Linked DNA regions of Mus musculus: region 1 is linked to region 2. Evidence: chromatin contacts called from public promoter capture Hi-C data. All regions are on one chromosome and are shown on one strand. Each heading gives the region's core, a stretch centred on a gene start, on an enhancer-like site or on the middle of the called end of the contact. The rest is flanking DNA. Distances are from core to core; before and after follow the strand shown. Region 1 holds the start of 1700057H15Rik (RIKEN cDNA 1700057H15 gene). Region 2 holds the start of Mtf1 (metal response element binding transcription factor 1).

Region 1 (5,676 bases), core at 2,070-4,569, 320 kb after region 2:
AACCAGCAAAGTACCTCAGTCTCTGCCAGTCCAGTGTCTCATCCCGCCTCTACATGCCAGTCAGACTTTTCATCACCATGACTAGCACCTGAGAGAAACAATTTTGGAGAGAAAAGGTTAATTTTAGCTCTACTCTCAGAAGTTTCAAGTCATCATTGTGGGCCTTTTGTAAGTAAGACAAACAGACAAACAGATAGATAGACAAGTTTGGGAGGTTGTAGTAGTCACCCATGGTTGCCAGGAAGCAGGGATGGGTTCTGGAAGGAGTCAGGACAAGATATTGTTCCTGAAGACACACTCCTAGTGACTTAACTTCTTGCAGTTAAGCCTCCCCAAATAACGTTGCGAGCCCCTTCTAAAATAGCAGTCACCAGCTGGAGACCAAGCCAGTAACATGAGAACCTATGTGGGACATTTCATATTTAAATTATGGTCTTTCCATGAACAACAGTTAAGTATTTGTGAACTGCATCCCATAGACAGTCACTTCCCACAATCCACCAGCAATGAGGTCCTTTTCTGTCTTTAGATGGGTGGGCAATGCAACTCCTAAATCTTATCTCTAGGCCTACTCTATAGGACCCTGACTACTATCAACTACATTAGTCATGGTTCCCAGAAAAGAAACTGGGCTTTGAGACTCTATGATCACATTTAGTGGAGCATGTAATCCAGGGGAGTGAGACAGAGGGGAGTGAGACCGGGAGAGCAAATGTCATGAGCATAATACTAAGTTGGGCTAGCACAGACTTTTGTAATATGTGTAGCCACAGGCTTGGTCCCAGGACGTCTTCTAGGTGCAGGACACCAATACAATAGCTTAAAAAATTAGTGAACAGCTGGTGACAGGGCAAGTCATAGAAAGAAGTGATCCCGGGTTTTCTCTTATCTGTGGAAGCTTGCCCCGTGGTATGCCAACTCTCCTGCACTTCTGGGGGGGGGGTGTCCTTCATCTATTTAATGAATCCAAATGTCAGAATCTATGGTGGTTTAGCCTTTTGGTGTGCTGTTTCTTGGCACAAGCAGAGTATGCAGAGACTCTGGAGGACTCTCAGGCTGCAGATCTGGCTCCTTAGCCGTGGCTGGGGCGCAGCTCACTTGGAGTCTGCTAACATGGCAGAAAGCTGGGGTAAAACAAAACAAGGTTGAATGGGCAGGAGTGAGACCCAGGAGCCCACAGACCCAGGAGTCCAGAGAACCAGGAGTCCACAAACCTAAGTTAGTTTGGTCCGTTCTGATTTGCCAACTGTTCTACTCTCAGCAAGAGCAGGGGTTTTGTTTGTTTGTTTGTTTGTTTGTTGTTGTTGGTTTTGGTTTTTAAACTAGCACCTTGCTTTTCCTCAACCTCTTCTCTCCTTTCATCCAGGGATAGAGAACAGGAGTAAATCCACTCAGGCAGTTTTACAGCAGGACACGACCACACCCACCCCCATTCCCCAGGCCAGAACTTGTAATTCTTGTCCTCTGGGGCTGGTGATACAGCTCAGTAGCTAAGAGCAAATACTGCCCCTGAAGAGGACACAAATTTGGTTCTTATCTTATATTGGGCAGTTCACGACTTGCTGTAACTCCGGCTCCAGGGGATCCCTCTGGGGTCCACAGGCATCTGATTCACATGTGCACAAGCTTTTCCACACATGCACACATGATGTGAAAAGAAAATAACCTCCTGATTCTTGTCATTGGTCCGAAGCCAAAGTGGCCTTGGTTCTGCTTTGGCCCAAGGCTAAGAATGCCAGACAGGTGCTTTGGTTTCTGGTCCGGGTTCTTGTCATTTTTTTTTTCTCCTCCTTTTTACAAACTATAGCTTTCTGCCTGGAAACTTTATGAGGACACAGCAATGAAGAGTCACCCGGACACCTTGTGGAAGGGTGACGCGACCAACTAGCTCATTCTCCAAGCTCACCGTGCCTCCATTCAGCAAAGCCTCACTAACCCTAAGGTGGGGACCCTTGATGGTACCTTACTTCCAGGAGCTTGCGTCTTAACACACAAGCTCCCACCTACAGCTGTATAATAAAACCCTTTATCAATTCACCCTCCTGTTCTAGAATTATACTCTTTGAGACAAGAACACGAAGCCACTGACTCCAGGGAAGCTTGCGTGACCATGAGCTTCTGGCATGCAGAAGCTCAACTGTGTCAGTCCAGCAAAGACTGGAAAACTTCTGCCTGACCTAAGGATGCTCAGGCCGTCTCACCAGAGCTCCAGACCTGCTTCTCTCTCTGCTTGTAATATTCTTCCTTTACACAGCTGAGCATCCATCTCTTTCATCTCAAGAGGGATACCTTTAAAAAGGTCCATTCATTTCTGTTTCCACCTGCACAACGCTCTTTCCCTTTGCCTCACTTGCTGTCCTGACAGCCTGTGTTTGGGTTCCGCTGCTTCTTGCCTGTCTCTTCCAAGTAGCGGCCAGAGGCTGCACTTCACAAATCTGAACTGAGTGACCTGTGGCTGCCACACAAGCCCCGGGCCCGAACCTGTACTGAGGAGACCAGAGAGTTCTTGAGGTTCCCTTGTGCTCCTCACAGAAGTTCCAGGGCATCAGGCTTCAGGGCCAGTGAGGTTGCCTTAGAACCTGTGGATTTGGGGTGAAGCTGGTCTTCAGAGGCCCCTCAAGGAGCCCTGCTGTTCCTCGCCACCGCCACCATGGGGTTCTGATCATACTCTAGGGCCTTGTCATTGTCATCCACACCCCAGTTTCTCCTTAGGCTAAATGAAGGTTTTCTTTGGGCTTATCGTTGGATTCTTAGATTGCAGCACTACCGCTGATTGAATAGCTTGTATGCTGCTCTGAGCTTGGTGCTTTGTGAGACCAGAGTGGGTCCCATCCTGCATAGAGGCCCTGCACGGGGTAAACGGGTCCCTTACAGGAGTCTTTCCTGATTTCCAAAGCAGCAGCTCCTAGGCTGCCTTACAGCTTCTTCCTGGCACCCAGGGTGTGCCCCAGCTGCCCCAGTGCCCCGGGCTTCTCCTCCTCACCCTGGCACATGGCACCCTCCCCAGCCCAGCTGTCACCACAGGCTCCCGGCTCTTTACCACCTCCCTGCCTGAGGCCCCAGGTCTCAGCAAGACTGGAGCCTGGGCCTCATCCCTGCATGTTGTCCCCGACCCCTGCATCTGGCTCCTTCTCCCCAGTCTCCGGAGCCAGCAGTCCCCTCCCCCCACGCCTGACCTCTGAGCACAGAATCTATTGTCCTCCTCCGTCGCAGCCAACCCCCCAGCCCAACCTGACAGCTCCTCCATTACAGATGCACATTCACAAACAGCTCATTTACATAGAGCACAAGGAAAACCGCTCTGTCCTCAGAAAAAGAGGAGAGGAGGCTCCCACTGCAGAAGACCCTGAGGTGAGGGAGCCTCCTGCCCCTCCCTTCTCCTAGGCATTTCTGAAGGGTGTTTGGGGGTTGGAGGGCAGAGGCCAGAGGGATGGGAGGGCAGAAATCAGGTTGGTGTCTGGGGAGGGAGTGAGGTGCGTGCAGGCACACACTATTTAGTTTTTGTACTTTTTTTTGTTTGTTTTAGAGTAGTTTATTTTCATCTATATAAGCTGTTGTGAATCTTTAGGACTTCTGCCCAGTCCCCAGCTTGCACGGCTACCCACCCCTACACATCCCTCCTACACACACACACACACACACACACACACACACACACACACACAAACACACACACACAGACAGACACACATGCACACACATAAACACACAGTCCTTCATGCACAGACACACACACACGCACACACAGTCACTTGTACACAGACACACAGAGACACAATCACACATCCACAAACACACACACACACACCATCTAGTTTTTATTCCAGGGGACTGCTAGCAGCCATGGAGGCAAAAGGGCAAGATGCACTTTGGGAACGGGGAACCTCAGAGTCAAGAGGCTGAGTAGCTGAATCCCTTTCAGAGCTTAACCCTGGTTGAGCTGCGGAGCGGGACATGTGGACATTTGACAAATGGCTTCATTTCCCATGAAAAGTGAGTGCAACTGTGTCACCTGCCTTGGGTGTTTGGAGGAGGGAGCTGTGAAGAGTATGATGTCATGCGCAGTGCCCGTGCGCGCATGGGAGGACCTGTCAGAGGCAAGCAGCACTGAAGAGTATGATGTCATGCGCAGTGCCCGTGCGCGCATGGGAGGACCTGTCAGAGGCAAGCAGCACTGAAGAGTATGATGTCATGCGCAGTGCCCGTGCGCATGGGAGGACCTGTCGGAGGCAAGCAGCACTGAGGCTTAGGAAGCAGGGAATCTTTGGTAGAGGCTTTGCCCACTGGCCTTCCAGGAGCCCCGGTAACAGCCCAGCCTGGCTGCAAGCAGAGGGGGAGAGGTCACTCTTTCTTGCTCCTTTGTCAGGTGGTGTTCTTTTCTAGAAACGGTCCCTCACCTTCTTGTTCCTCTCTTACATCCTCCCCCCTCCTACCACCAGCTCCACCAAGTGACAGGATGTGGGCAGGCCAGGGACCTTGTAAGGCAGAGTGGTGCTGCACACCCCTGGCGTTATGCTGTGCTCCCACATTTCACATCTGACTTAATCACCCACTTTGTGCTCTCAAGGCAGGCAGGTCCAGCTAAGCCCAGCAAAGTTCTCAGAATCATGTTGTGATCCATTAATGATGTCTGCCATGGGTGAAGCCAGGGGAATGTCAGGACTCATTTGTCCTCTCAGCCTGGCCTGGTGCTGTTGAGAACAGGTGGGAGGGGCACTGAGTTCAGTCTGCTGAATGAGGATGGGCAGGACGCTCTGGGCAAGAGAACTGCATGAGCGTGAGCTATGAAACACCATGGTGGGCAGGCAGATGTTGGGAACTCAAGGCTGGAGGAGGAGCCAGGAGTGGTGGTGCACGCCTTTAATCCTAGCACTTGGGAGGCAGAGGGCAGGCGGATTTCTGAGTTAGAGGCCAGCCTGGTCTACGAAGTGAGTTCCAGGACAGCCAGGGCTACACACAAACAAACAAACAAACAAACAAAACAAAACAAAAAACAACAAACAAAGCAAAACAAACAAAAAAAAAACCAGAAAAAAAACCCAAAAAAACAAACAAAACAGAGAAAAAAGGGGGAGGGGCAATGAGTTAGTACCTGTATCTGTATGGCATCTAGAACGCACAGCCATGTGCACAGTAAGGGACACCATTTCTTCTGTTCTGCTGTATCTTGATGACGAGCCTCTCAGCCAATGCTTCTTGGCCGGCAGGCAGAGGGCAACTCCCACTAAGTACCTAGTGGATGTGGCTCAGTAAATCCCTTGCTGACTTATTGGCAGAATGATCAATAATCAATCGACTCATGGAGAGTCCAGCCAGGGCAGGTGACAATCTGTCAGGATGAAGAATCTACCCTGAGCATAAATCAGGCCATCTCTGCTATTTGTTACTCTGGGTGGTCCTACAGGTTTTCCCAGGATCACTGGCAGACTACTCACACTAGGGGCAGATTCAGTAGCCTTTCTTTGTCCCTATCCTGATGAAGAGGGCTGCCTCCCCTACCTGACAGAAAAATACTGCTGTACAGAAAGGTGGAGCCGAGCTCTGTCCACCTGTTTCTGCCTCAGCCCTGGTGCCTGCATTGGAGAGGCACAAGGTGGGGAGAGATGGTCCTTTCTGTACTTTCTAGGACCTAAGGAGATGGCTTGATTATTGGGGTTCTGTGAGCATGAGCCGGGG
Region 2 (5,474 bases), core at 2,289-4,788:
ATGATGGTCTCTCTATGGTATTTACAACTCTTAGGTATTTACTTATTCATTGATTTGCAGGCCTTAGGCTCAATCCCTCCTGAATGGTAGGCAGGCATTCCACCCTTAACTGAAACCTTAATGCTGAGATTCTAAGGTTAAAAAGGAAAAGAGAAATGTCATGAGGCAGTCATTTGTACAAGCTGTATATAATTTCCAACCTTCATTGCATCAGAAAAGGAAACTGTTTCCTCAGGAAATTAAGCCTATTTCTGCTTGCCGGTACCTGTCGTTAGTCTTCAGCACTGTAACTGCCAGGGACCTGGTTTTTTCACATTAACTCGCAGCACTAGTTCCTGGGTGATGTTTGCCATGCCTGCCTTTACGCCGTAGCATTCCTTTCATCCGAATGCAGAACTACAACCTGTGAGAGAGATGCCTTCCGGTTTCCAAGCTACCCTGAAAGGCATTCCATCATGCACAGTTCCTGAACGTGAGTGAGTGTGACCACCTTTAGCTAATCTCATCTCCTTTGTGGATTCTTGCCTGGATTATACAAAGTTCCTTTTACTATCCATTAAATATTCACTAAATTAACAAACATATTCCTACAGGCGTCTCCAAAACAAATCACTTACAGCCAGCTCTAGTTATTACACACAAATCTAGTCACTTGGCTATCAGAGAAGCCATGCTGTTACTTTCGCAGTATAAACATGAATTCACTTTGGTGAAATTTCTATTTTATTTATGATTTGGAGAGGAAAATCTGAGATATTACAATGTAGTATTCCTCAATTACAATGTGGCCATACAATCCAAAAGTTCTAGAAAGCAGTCACAACGAAACAGGAAGCGGATGTGTTGTTGACAGGCAAGACTACAGAAGGCTCTAAGCCCAGGAGCTCCTTTAACCCCCAGTTAAACCTGCCAGCGCGATGTGGAAGGAGCCGCCCCAAAGCCACACCGGCCTCATCTGCGGCTTTACTTACTTCTTTCCGTTTCGTTTCTGGACATTCCGACTGCAGAGTAAGAGTTGCACCTTCAATGTTTCTTGGCATGGGTGTGGAACCAGGGTTTATAGTCAAATGAATCTGATCTGGTGAGATAATGTGTTGTACGTAACCCTGGGACATTGCTTCCTGATCTATTAAGAAGCCCTCTTCACCTTCCACCAGAAAAGGCAAGGGTTCTCCACACTGTCCATCGTCTTCATCATCCTCCAAAGTGCCAGGGTCCTGTTCTATGAGAACAGTGGTCCTATCATAAACAGTTCCAGATGAGGAAGGCACCAGTCCGTTGTCATCCACAAACCTGAGCATCTTGTCATGCGGGGTTAGGTCATCCTCCTCTCCCTTAAAGAAGATGATATTGTCGTCTGGACTGTGTTCCCCCATGGCTCACGTGTGCTCAGCCCAATTGTGAGAAATGGAAAGGTAACGGCCTTTCTGCAATAGATAACACCAGAGTTAGAACCACAGCCCAAGACACACCTATGTCCTCAAGGGATCCTTAGGGATCACTTTCCCTCATTTTAAAGAGCAAAGTGCTAATCCCAGACTTTGGAATGCAGAGGCAGGCAGACCTCTGAGAATTCCAGGCCAGCATTGTCTGCATATCAAGTTCCAGGCCAACCAGAGTTGGTGGTGAGACCCTGTCTCAAAACAAAGAGAGAGAGCAATCCAGGCCTAGGAATGGTGGTGAATGTCTTTAACCCAGCACCTGAGAGGTTGAGTAAGCTGGATCTCTCTTGAATTCCAGGTGAACCAGAGATACACAGTAAGAATCACACACACACACACACACACACACACACACACACACACACACACACTCACACACACACACACACACACACACACACGCATGCCGGGCAGCGGTGGCGCACGCCTTTAATCCCAGCACTTGGGAGGTAGAGGCAGGCGGATTTCTGAGTTCAAGGCCAGCCTGGTCTACAGAGTGAGTTCCAGGACAGCCAGGGCTAAACAGAGAAACCCAGTCTCAAAAGAATCAAACACACATACTCAATCACACAGAGGCAAACCAAAGCAAAAAAAAAAAATTATGTTCCTTGGAAATACTTAAAATCTGACACAATCAGTCACTGACAAGGAAAAAGCAAATCTTTTTTTTTCCCCCAAAAAATTCAAAGTTGGCATTCACAAGACCTTCTACTGTCACATACTTTAAAGATGGATCTATGAAGCTAAGGAGGATAAAAGAGCAAACAGGTGGCTGTTTAAAGAAAGAGTGGCTACAAACCTTCAGTGAGGTGCTCCCGTCCCAATGCCCTCCCTCCCCGCAAACACACCGTGAGGCAGTGCCACGGCCTCATGTAGTTGGTGGTGCAGAAACAACACTCTGAACATAACCACCTCCAAACCCTCCTTTTGCCCTTTACTGCTTGGACAACCTATCCGTGCCTGCTTTTCTACAGTGGGACCAGGGCTTCCTGTTTCATACAGAAAGAGAAACTGCAGGTAAAGAAAAAGGGTGGCTTCCTTCTGTCATTTCTAGAACACATCAGGTGGAGGGGCTAAACCCTAATAAGGAGTAGCTGATGCAAATCACTTTAATTATTTATATCGTAAAACATGATCTGGACCAGAGAGTACACTTGTACAGAGTGACTAGGCTTTCTGACCCGAAAGGCTGACTTAACATAAGCAATACTGACACGAGCAGCTCAGGAAATATCAGCAAAATGAATGACAGACATGCAGACGGTCTCTTTTTGAAGATAGCCTCTTGAGGAAATTACCAAATTTGAAGCTTTCATGGTCTGGAATGGTGATTCCTCCTTCACCCGAAAACACACAGGTTCTACAAATGTGGGTTTGGCAGACACAAAAGGAGAATTTAAAATAACCAGCACATCACTTAGTTCTCAACCTGGTTCTGCACTTTCTCTTCAGCTCAAGAGTCGGCAAAGTGAGCCTTTACTAGCCGGAGTGACAAGCAGGCGAGGTAGTTACCAGGCACAGGTCAAGGGATCTAATCTGAGAGGAACCAGCCCGAACCTTTGCTTACGCAACCCCAGAAATACACGTTTCTCGGTGTCTGAGAGGAGAGATAAGAGACCCGGTGGGCTGCCCCGGGAAACGCAGAGACCAACTTTCTGTAACAAGACCAGGAGGTGTGAGGGTGGCCGAGGACTGCGAACCCAGCACCTCTGAGAGACTAGCATGAGGACCCTGACCGGGAAAGCACCCCTAGTCCAGGGCTACAGAGAAAAACCCCGAGGCAGTCTGGGGGCTACGAGCTGGGCTAAGAGGGGCAGGGTCCGGGTCTCCATGGAAACAGAGAAGGGGGGCTGGATACCCATCCCCATGGAAACGGAGGAGGGGTGGGGTCCCTCGGGTGAGTGGAATGAAGTCTCAGCCGGGAATGGCTACGGCAGGGAGCCCCAGTCCCGCACCCCCCGGATAGTTCCAGCCCCAGCCGAGTCCAGCCTCTGCTTTTACCTCCGCGGCTCCCGGCAACGGCGGCAGCAGCAGCTTCTCCCCTCCCAAGCGGCACCATGATTGCCCCCACCTGTCCCTAGCGTCACTTCCGCTTCCGCTTTCCGGAGGAAGGAGAGGCCCGGGGAGCCCTGGGCCTGCTGCTGTTCGTGATTGGCTTCTACTCTCCAGGGGGCTGAGACCGCGCCTCTCCCCAGCGGGCTGTGGGCGGAGCGAGTGGAGTCTGGCGCTCCGGTGCCGCACCGGGAAGCTGACCATAGAGAGCGGGCTGTTTCGAGCGCGGGAGGATACGCGACATCAGCGGTGAAGTCGAGGTGTTCTCAGCCCCAGCTGCGTCCACAGCTGCAGCAAGAAGGCTGCAGTCAGCCGCCGCCTTCCAGATGCGTAGGCCAGCCCACGGCATCCCTCTCCTCGCCCCACTGTACCCACGCAGCATAGTTCACCTGGCTGAGGCTCCCCCCCAGGACCGGAACGCTGAGCAGAGCCCTCCAGAAACTTCTCGTTCTCACGCGCCCGCGGGAGCTAGCGGTTCCAACCTTCCTTAAGGAGGGTTTTTGCTCTAGAAAGGGTCAGCGCCACCTACTGGCCAGTCCCCTGTCAGCTCTTAACACTTATCCTACCCACCCTTGAAATCCACTCGGTGGTAGCAATATTTCAAAGCCCAAGAAGATACTTTTCTCGTGTTTCTATTATATTCCTGTATATGTAATTTTTAGACTCTCACATAAGCTAATGCTTATTTACCCCATGAACGACTTCTCTCGAATGTTTACGTTGGAGCAGTGCTCTTAGAGGCTAGATCAGGGTTCAGGCCCAAACTGCTGTGCCATTCCCTCTGAGTAAGGTTGAATAAGTGACTCTGGCGCACCAGCATGCCACAGATCAGCTGCTCTGTTCTTAAGCCACAAAGGACTAGCTGCCAGGAACTACCATCTCTTGAGAGAGGAGGATTGGGGAAGAGAAGACCAACTGACTGCTCTGACCTTAGAGTTCTTTTGAAACCAGAACCCACATTAGATGGCTCACATCCAGCTTCAGAGAGATCTGAGCCTCTGGCCTCTCCTAGCACATTCACACATGCATGTACCACCACCACCACACACATACACATAACTAAAAAAAGAGAGAACCATAGTCACCATTAAAAATACATTTTCATTAAAATATATTACATATATGAGAGGTGCTGCATTATATACAGTTGGGAGGACTGAATATCCTACAAAATCCCACTTGTTTCACCAGAACCCCCTTTCTTCAGTGCTCTTGGGGGCGACTGAGAGGCCTTGGAGTTGAGCAGAAAGGGAACAGGTGCCCTATGCATGAACATGTTTGCGGCTTGGACAGTGGAAGCATCTGGATGGCTAAAAGTTGTTTATCCAGGAACCTCTAAGCAGAGTCCTGCCGCCCCAAGCCATTCTCCTTCAGGGACTTCAGTTAGTCCAAGTATCTGACCATGAGATGCTCAGTACGGGATATGGGGAACTCACTGACTGCATGTCCTGGAGGCTGGCTGAATAAGGCAAAGTACAGTTACTTAAAACTTTTAAATAAAAATGAATAGGGAGCTATTTGTGTTAAATAACTAGAGTTGAATGTGGAACGTCAGTTCTACTATGGTGGATTGCCCCCATGTCTTCACAAGTCAGCATGGGTGTGCTAGCCAATGGCATGGAGAAGGGGCAGGTCTAGGCTCAGGTAGAAGAAACAGGTGGCTGCCATTCTTCCAGCAGCCTCAGACCAGCTTAAGGCAGTTCTTGAGCTGAAACAGGTGGGGCTGACAATTGTGGCTGCCTTAAGGAAAACAGGAGAGGAGTAGTGAGGCTCAGAGTGGACCGCAGAGGAACTGGTGAATAAACTCTTGGGCCTTCTTCTTTTCCGCCATGTCAAGCTTTTGGTGACGAGCTGGGTTCCGGAGCAGTAAGCTGCCAAATATGCTAGCTGTGCATGACAGAAACAGAAAATACCACTTAGCAACTGGGACACGGGGGTGATTAGGAGAGAGAACAGACTACCTCAAGCACTCTGTGTTAA

What was found. Promoter capture Hi-C pulls out the DNA fragments that hold promoters and counts their contacts.
Region 1: a contact with region 2 is called in a promoter capture Hi-C map of liver, with 5 times the contacts expected there. The contact joins the promoter of 1700057H15Rik here to the promoter of Mtf1 in region 2. A contact is called at or near these places in 3 of 39 promoter capture datasets (embryonic stem cells, liver and stem cell-derived epiblast-like cells).

What each region holds. Positions count from the first base shown.
Region 1 is chr4:124,483,602-124,489,277 of GRCm38.p6, reverse strand. 1700057H15Rik (RIKEN cDNA 1700057H15 gene) reads left to right here and starts at 3,319. Exons shown (of 4, transcript NR_040774.1): 1 at 3,319-3,351.
Region 2 is chr4:124,800,613-124,806,086 of GRCm38.p6, reverse strand. Mtf1 (metal response element binding transcription factor 1) reads right to left here and starts at 3,538. Exons shown (of 11, transcript NM_008636.4): 1 at 3,444-3,538; 2 at 972-1,427. The coding sequence starts at 1,376. It overlaps Inpp5b (inositol polyphosphate-5-phosphatase B), which reads right to left. Exons shown (of 24, transcript NM_008385.4): 24 at 4,576-5,381. The coding sequence ends at 5,266.